Linked DNA regions of Pan troglodytes: region 1 is linked to region 2. A link is a contact called in public capture Hi-C data. All regions are on one chromosome and are shown on one strand. Each heading gives the region's core, a stretch centred on a gene start, on an enhancer-like site or on the middle of the called end of the contact. The rest is flanking DNA. Distances are from core to core; before and after follow the strand shown. Region 1 overlaps UNC5CL (unc-5 family C-terminal like). Region 2 overlaps UNC5CL (unc-5 family C-terminal like).

What was found. Capture Hi-C pulls out chosen DNA fragments and counts their contacts.
Region 1: a capture Hi-C map of stem cell-derived neural stem cells shows a contact between it and region 2, with 5 times the contacts expected there. The contact joins two enhancer-like sites. A contact is called at or near these places in 4 of 7 Hi-C or Micro-C datasets (blood, induced pluripotent stem cells and stem cell-derived neural progenitor cells) and 1 of 1 other capture datasets (stem cell-derived neural stem cells).

Annotation. Positions count from the first base shown.
Region 1 is chr5:46,918,627-46,921,733 of NHGRI_mPanTro3-v2.0_pri, reverse strand. It overlaps UNC5CL (unc-5 family C-terminal like), which reads left to right. Exons shown (of 15, transcript XM_063812970.1): 9 at 905-1,517. The coding sequence ends at 1,127. Among named protein-coding and RNA genes, the nearest start is that of UNC5CL, 11 kb to the left of the region's middle. Within about 2 kb of position 1,608, at least 15 of the 24 cell types and tissues checked have an H3K27ac peak or open chromatin away from gene starts, as enhancers often do. A contact at or near this core is called in stem cell-derived neural stem cells, where this site is marked.
Region 2 is chr5:46,781,289-46,784,438 of NHGRI_mPanTro3-v2.0_pri, reverse strand. The region is part of intron 11 of UNC5CL (unc-5 family C-terminal like); the gene reads left to right. Among named protein-coding and RNA genes, the nearest start is that of UNC5CL, 150 kb to the left of the region's middle. Within about 2 kb of position 1,723, at least 2 of the 24 cell types and tissues checked have an H3K27ac peak or open chromatin away from gene starts, as enhancers often do. A contact at or near this core is called in stem cell-derived neural stem cells, where this site is marked.

The DNA.
Region 1 (3,107 bases), core at 359-2,858, 140 kb before region 2:
GAGAGCTTGAAAAATAAAGGCACGTGTTCCTTGTGCCTTCCTGTAAGAATCCAGTATTGTATAACACATTGAAGAGAGACAGAAAACAGCTGAAGCAAGAATAATAATGAACTGCGGGCGTTATGACCAGAAGTCTGAAGTGAGGGATGCAGAATGTTCTCTTCCACCTGGGAGGGGTGAACTAGAAAGGGCTTCAGGGAGGAAGTGATGGGGAAGAGATCAGCCATTTTGTTTTGGGGAGTAGCAGAGGTGGCTGTGGGTGTAGTGTGTGCAAGGCGAGAAAGAGAGAGGCCTGAGCTAAGGGGGTTCAGGATGGGAGAAAGGAGAGAAAGCATAAAGACAGGGCAAGGCCAGGTGCTGGATGAGCCAGAAAGGCTCATGGAGCATGGGCTGGTTAGGAGGTGAGAGACTCTGGAAGGTTTTAGTGGACGGGAGGGTCGTGATAAAAAGCCATGGTTTACAGCAACTGTTTCCTTAGTAGTGAGCAGGATGTTGTGGCCTAGGAGAGAGGGAGGAAGGAGGGAGTTAGGAGGCTAGGGGGAGACTAGGGGGAGGCTAGGGGTGTATTTGGAGTGGGGGAGGTAGAGAAGGCAATTACAGGACATCAGAACTGTAGCAAACTTAGAGGTCCTCTTGTCTAAGCCCTCATCTTAATAAGAGGAAACTGAAGCCTAGAGAGGAGTAGGGGTCAGAGTTGGCCTCCAAGCCAGGACAATCTCAAGTTTCAAAGCCCTGGGGCTTCCCACCTCCTGTGCCCTGGAAGGCAGGCAAGAGCAGGACAAGGACAAAAGCTACAGGATGGGGGAGGGACGGACCTTGCGCTGCGCAGCCCAGGGAGCCTGCAGCAGTGGGGGAGCCCCTCCCTGCTCCTACCCCCTTCTCTTCCTCCCCCACCTCGGGCCAGGTTCCTGTCCTGCCAGCGCAGCCCCGCAGCGGCCATCCTGGAGTTGTTTGAGGAGCAGAACGGCAGCCTGCAGGAGCTGCACTACCTCATGACCGTCATGGAGCGGCTAGACTGCGCCTCCGCCATCCAGAACTACCTGAGTGGGACACACGGCGGCAGCCCAGGCCCCGAGCGCGGGGGCGCCCGGGATAACCAGGGCCTGGAGCTGGACGAGAAGCTCTGAGCGCCCAGCGGGCAGGGCCGGAGGAGGTGTGGGGGCGAGAGGGGTTGTTCTCCTACGCCTAAGAGGAACACAGCAGCTGTTCCTGGCTGTGCCCACCACCCTTCCCAGAACCCTCGGACGGTGCCAGGGCCGCCCGCGTCCTCGCCAGCCTCCCAGCAGCAGGCGCGCCCTTCCGGCCGCGAGCTGTCCCGCGTGCGGGTCCCCTCCTGGCCGGCAGAGGGCGCAGGAGCCCAGGAGATGGCCTCAGCGTGGCCAGCCTGCCAAACTGACCAGGGGACGGCCACGGTCCCCGCGTGCACTTTAGGGCCGGTCAGGCCCTAAAGTATTCACTGAGCACTTAGGAAGACCGGGCATTGGGCTGGTGTCATGAAGAATACTGGAATATAGGAGGTAGGGTCTGGAGCCCTGACAAGCACACAGTTCTTTTGCAGGAGTCAAGATGCGCTCATAGGAGCCAAGGGCAAACTCGAAAACCGCCCTGCCCTGTGGTTAGGGGAGGTGGGTGTGGCTTTAGGAGTTGAGAGGGGAAGAGCTGAGTGCGGGCTGGAGCAGCGAGAATGCTTCACGGAGGATGTTGGGGAGAGAGGATTTGATTTGCCGAGTGGTTTGGAGATCTTTAGGGGCGGGTAGGGGAAGAGGGTGGCTGGACTTAAGGTAGGAGCCGAAAGTGGGCATGGGAGCCCAGCCCCGTGGGTGTGAGGCCAGGGTAGGACGAGGCTTCCCGGCTAGGCACGCCTGGCTGTCTGCCTCTGCCTCTACTAACTTCCTTTGTCTCTTTATCCTCCTGCTTAGGCCGTGTCTTCCTCTCTCTCTGCCATTTTCTCTATCAGAAAACATTAAAGCTGAGTAGAAATTTCAAGATGATCATTCTGGCCCAGCCCTTTTATCTCTTTATCTCCAATGGTGTGCGTTTTAAGTTTCTCTGACTTGGTTTTTCTGTCCCTGTCTCCCACAGTTGTTCCCGCTCTGCACCTGTGTTTCAGTTACTCTCTCTCTCTGTCTTAGATCTTTTTGTTTCTGCCTAGTCTCTGTGCCCTGTCTTTGTGTGTTTCTTTCTCTGCCTGAAACCCTCCCTCTTTTCCCTTCAGGCATGTGTCTCTAAACCAATGTTATGTATCAAAGACTGTTGAAAGAGACAGGGCTACTCTAGGAATGGATGGGTGGGGATATTTTCCCCATGGATCAAGATCCAGTTTAGGGTCAGGAAATAAAGGATAGGGATAAAAGAGCACCCCATTCAGTCAGCAGATACTTTTTCAGCACCTACTATGTGTTAGATACTGTATACAAAAGACATGAATGGGCTGGGTCCTGAACAGAGAATAAAGGGTTTGACTCCATTCTGGAAATGCTTTTGTTTGCAAACAGGTGTTGTTAATTTGTTCAAAGGCAGGCAAACAATCTCTCTGGCAACACAATTTTCTTCTGTATTTAATTAAAAAATATTAAAGCTTTTTTTCTATGATGAATGATAAAATATGAAAATTGCCTTCCTTTGTTACTAACTATATTTTGCTCAGATTGGCAAATTTGGATGTGAGTATGAATGATTTTATTTGGTAAAATTGTACCTATGGGGATGGGTTGGAGGGAAGCATTTTGTAGATTGTGCTTCCAGTATGAAAATTATCTGGGTCCCGCATGGTAAGTCAGGGAGGTTCCCTTCCTTTTCTGTTAGATGCAAGCCTTCAGAAGCAGGCCTTTCCATCCCTTCCCTGTTCCCCTATCCCCACCAGTCCTCTCCTACCCTTCTCATCTGTCCTCCTTACCCCACCGGGCGCTGCCGGTCATGCCAGATTAGTGCCCCAGCCTTTTCCCCCTTCACTTAGCTCAGGATTGAACTGTGCAGTAGCCCGGCACTGTTTAGCCAAAGACATCATTGTGTTCCTTCCTACCCTGGAAAAAATCATTTTAAGAGTTTCACATCTACTGGAGTTGCAAATAGAAGCCACACAGATTCCAGTGATGGGAATAGAATGC
Region 2 (3,150 bases), core at 474-2,973:
GCAACAACCCTGCAGCTCTGAGCATGGTTTGGATTTTGCCAAAATGTTCTGTTTTGTTTGGACGCTTTATCAGGCTGGGTATGGTTCAAGGCCTGTAGCCAGGCAAAGGTTTTGTTTGGTTGCTGTACAAGCAGCTATTGTTTAATGCTCAGCCTGCTGGGTGAATTTCTGCACACTGCCTGTGGTTATTCAAATCTCTAAGCCCTGATGTGGGGGGAGAAGAGAGGTAGGTTGAAGGTGGATCCCTATAGAACACCAGCATTAACAGGGCAGCTTGAGGAGGAGATCAAAGGGAACATTAGGGAGATGGGAAGGAACACACGAGAATGTCCCAGGACCCAAGGGAGGTCATGGAGTGCACTTCATGTGTTAGTCTCTTCAAATGGACTGAGGATCCTAGCAGACGTATTACATATTTCTCTTCTTCCCAGCAGAGTCTCACTGTCAGCTATTTGGTATATTAAATTATATTGAGAATCTATATTAACTTATAGTAAGAATCAAGATCCACAGTAGAGAGGATGGGGAAGCAGGTTATCTTCCTGACCATCCCCTGTGGGTGGGGTTAATGCCACAGGTTCTGGGCCACACAGAGCTGAGATTGAGAACTGGCTGTCTGTGTGATGTTGGGCAGCTTACTCAGTGACTCTGGGCCTCAGCTACCCAATCCATCAAACAGAGATACTAACACCTACCCTAAGGATGTTCAGACAATTAAATGAGATACTGCATGCGAACATTCAGCATATATGAATCCTGTCCAGTAGCAAGTGCTTGCTAACTGGTAATCACTATCGTCCTGAGGTCCTTTTCTAGCACCCAGCTCAAGATTGGAGCTCTAGCATCATGTTTTGAAGGAAGAAGGGAAAATAATTTTGCTAGTGAAAAAAAGCCTGGAGGAGCATGGGCTTGCCAAGAGTTAAGGGAGCAAGCATAGACCAGGATGGGAAAGATAAGCAGAGAGCTATCTTGGGAAGAGCTCCGTAAGGACTCTCAACAAAGGCAACATCACAAAAACAAAAGCAAAAGGATTCTCAATGAAGAACAGACTGGCCACAGGAAGCTGGTTATAGAGAGATCCAAAATGGAGGCGGAAACTGGTATGAAGAACTCCAAGTCTGGGTCCTACAACTATTCTGTATCTTTGCTGTTTCTTAGCAATTCAAATGTTTCTAGCATGAAGAAATGACAAATATTTTGTCATTTTGTCTTTGTGGAGTCTGCTCTGCCTCCTTGACCACTCTGTCATGTTTATGTAATTAGCATGGTAGAAAGAACATGCATATTGGAGTCAGAGAACTCTGGGTTTGAGTCCCTGCTTTATCACTTACCCACCTGTGTGATCCTGTCAAAGTTATTTAACTCCCCGTGCCTCAGTTTCCTCATCTGTAAAATGGGCTAACTCACTTCAGCCAGTTACTATGTGGTGTAAATGAGATTAGTGTGAATAAACTGGCTGGCACAATGCTGACGCGTAGTAGGCACTCAGTAATTATTTTTGCCTCGTTTTTCCTTGTGCCGTAAGTCAGAAAGTTTCTATTGCCCTTGAGAAGAAGGTCTTAAAAGCATATTTTGTCCTGTCTGGAAAACCCGTTCTGAGGATGGAAAATTTTGCTGACGAGTGAACTTGGAAGGATCATGTTTCCACGGTCAGGGCAGAAAGGAAGAGGCCCAAGCCCTGGGGAAGGAATGGCATCAGGACACAGCTTTGTGGTGGTGACCCACAACCGCGGGCCCAGCAGGCCCTGTGGAACTCCCACATTGACTTCCCTATCTATGAAACAGTGCCAGTAACTCAGTCTCAATGCTTCCTTCCCCTTCCCTGTTCCCTGAGGATCCCAGGACTGGGAACTCCAGTTGTGGCGGCTCCATAGCACCTCCTCTGCTGCCTCCCAGAGGTCACTTCCAGGATGGTCGTCCCAGAGGAGCCCTCCTTCCAAGATACAAATGGCCTTGGCCCCTCTTCACCTGACCCAGAGGCCGATTAAGAGGTCTGTGGGGGTCCGGAGGGATATCTCTCAAAGGGCCCCTCCCACCACCCAATATATCGTAACTCACAATTGTACAGCACTTGGAAGCTGTCAAAAACGCTTTTGCATTCCCCATAATGTAGGCAGGGAAGCTATTTTACAGAAAAGGGAAATGGAGCCTCAGAGAAGAGACCTGCTTCCGACAGCATGGCTAATAAATGTTGGAACCAGGACTTGAACCCAGGAACTCCCAGCCCAGGGACATTCTGTTTTATAAATACGGAGGGCACAACGTTCCATCCCTTTGACTTGTAATTAGTGGGTGTTGTATGTATGGTTATGAGCTTTACCCATATTTTTTGGTGCTAGGAGGGAATCTGTCTTCCTTCCCCACTACTCTTCCTCTCCCACACCACTGTTTCCTTGAGTCTCTAAAAGGTGTCCTGAAGTACAGAACTCCACCCCCCATCTCCTGGAGGGCCTCACTGACCCACCTGTGGTTGCCTCTAACACCCAGGCTTGAGGAGTGAAGCCATTTCCCAACCTGCTAATGGCACTGCTGGGAGCTCAAGAAAGCTATGCTTTCAGGTGATGCATTGTCATGCCGGTCTACACGAACATCTCTGTCCCCTGTAACAGCATCTGCCACAGCAGCAGCCCAGCTCAAATGGCAGGCAAAAAAACTTGTCTGGTGCATTCCATTAGAGAGCAGGAAGTTACCAGCATTGATTGAAATTCTCAGGTAGAGTGAGTACCGGGTGGCATTTGAAGAGGATAATTTAATTCAATAGTTTATATTCCACTTAAGTTCCTCCTCTATCTGACTGCTAGTAAACAGCTGTAAACTGCCTCAGCTGTCTTAGAGGTGAAGAGGAAACACAGTCTAGAAAGTAAAATGGTGATAGCAGGACAGAATCTCAAGAGACCAAAAACCCCTGGGAAAATAGGCATAGGTGGCCTGGTGTGTGAAGGGTGGGTCCAGGTGCAGGAGGACCCATTCCCTCCTGGGCCCCCACTGTGCAATGATGAGCTCACAATCAATGATCACTGACGGTTCCTCCTGCTCTGAACTCCACACTGTTACTGGGGAGCTCAGTGGAGTGGGGAAGGAAGCTGAGAATGTGGATTCAGAAAACCAGAGCTCAAACCCGGTCTTGGCTCTTACTTCTTGCAGGAACTT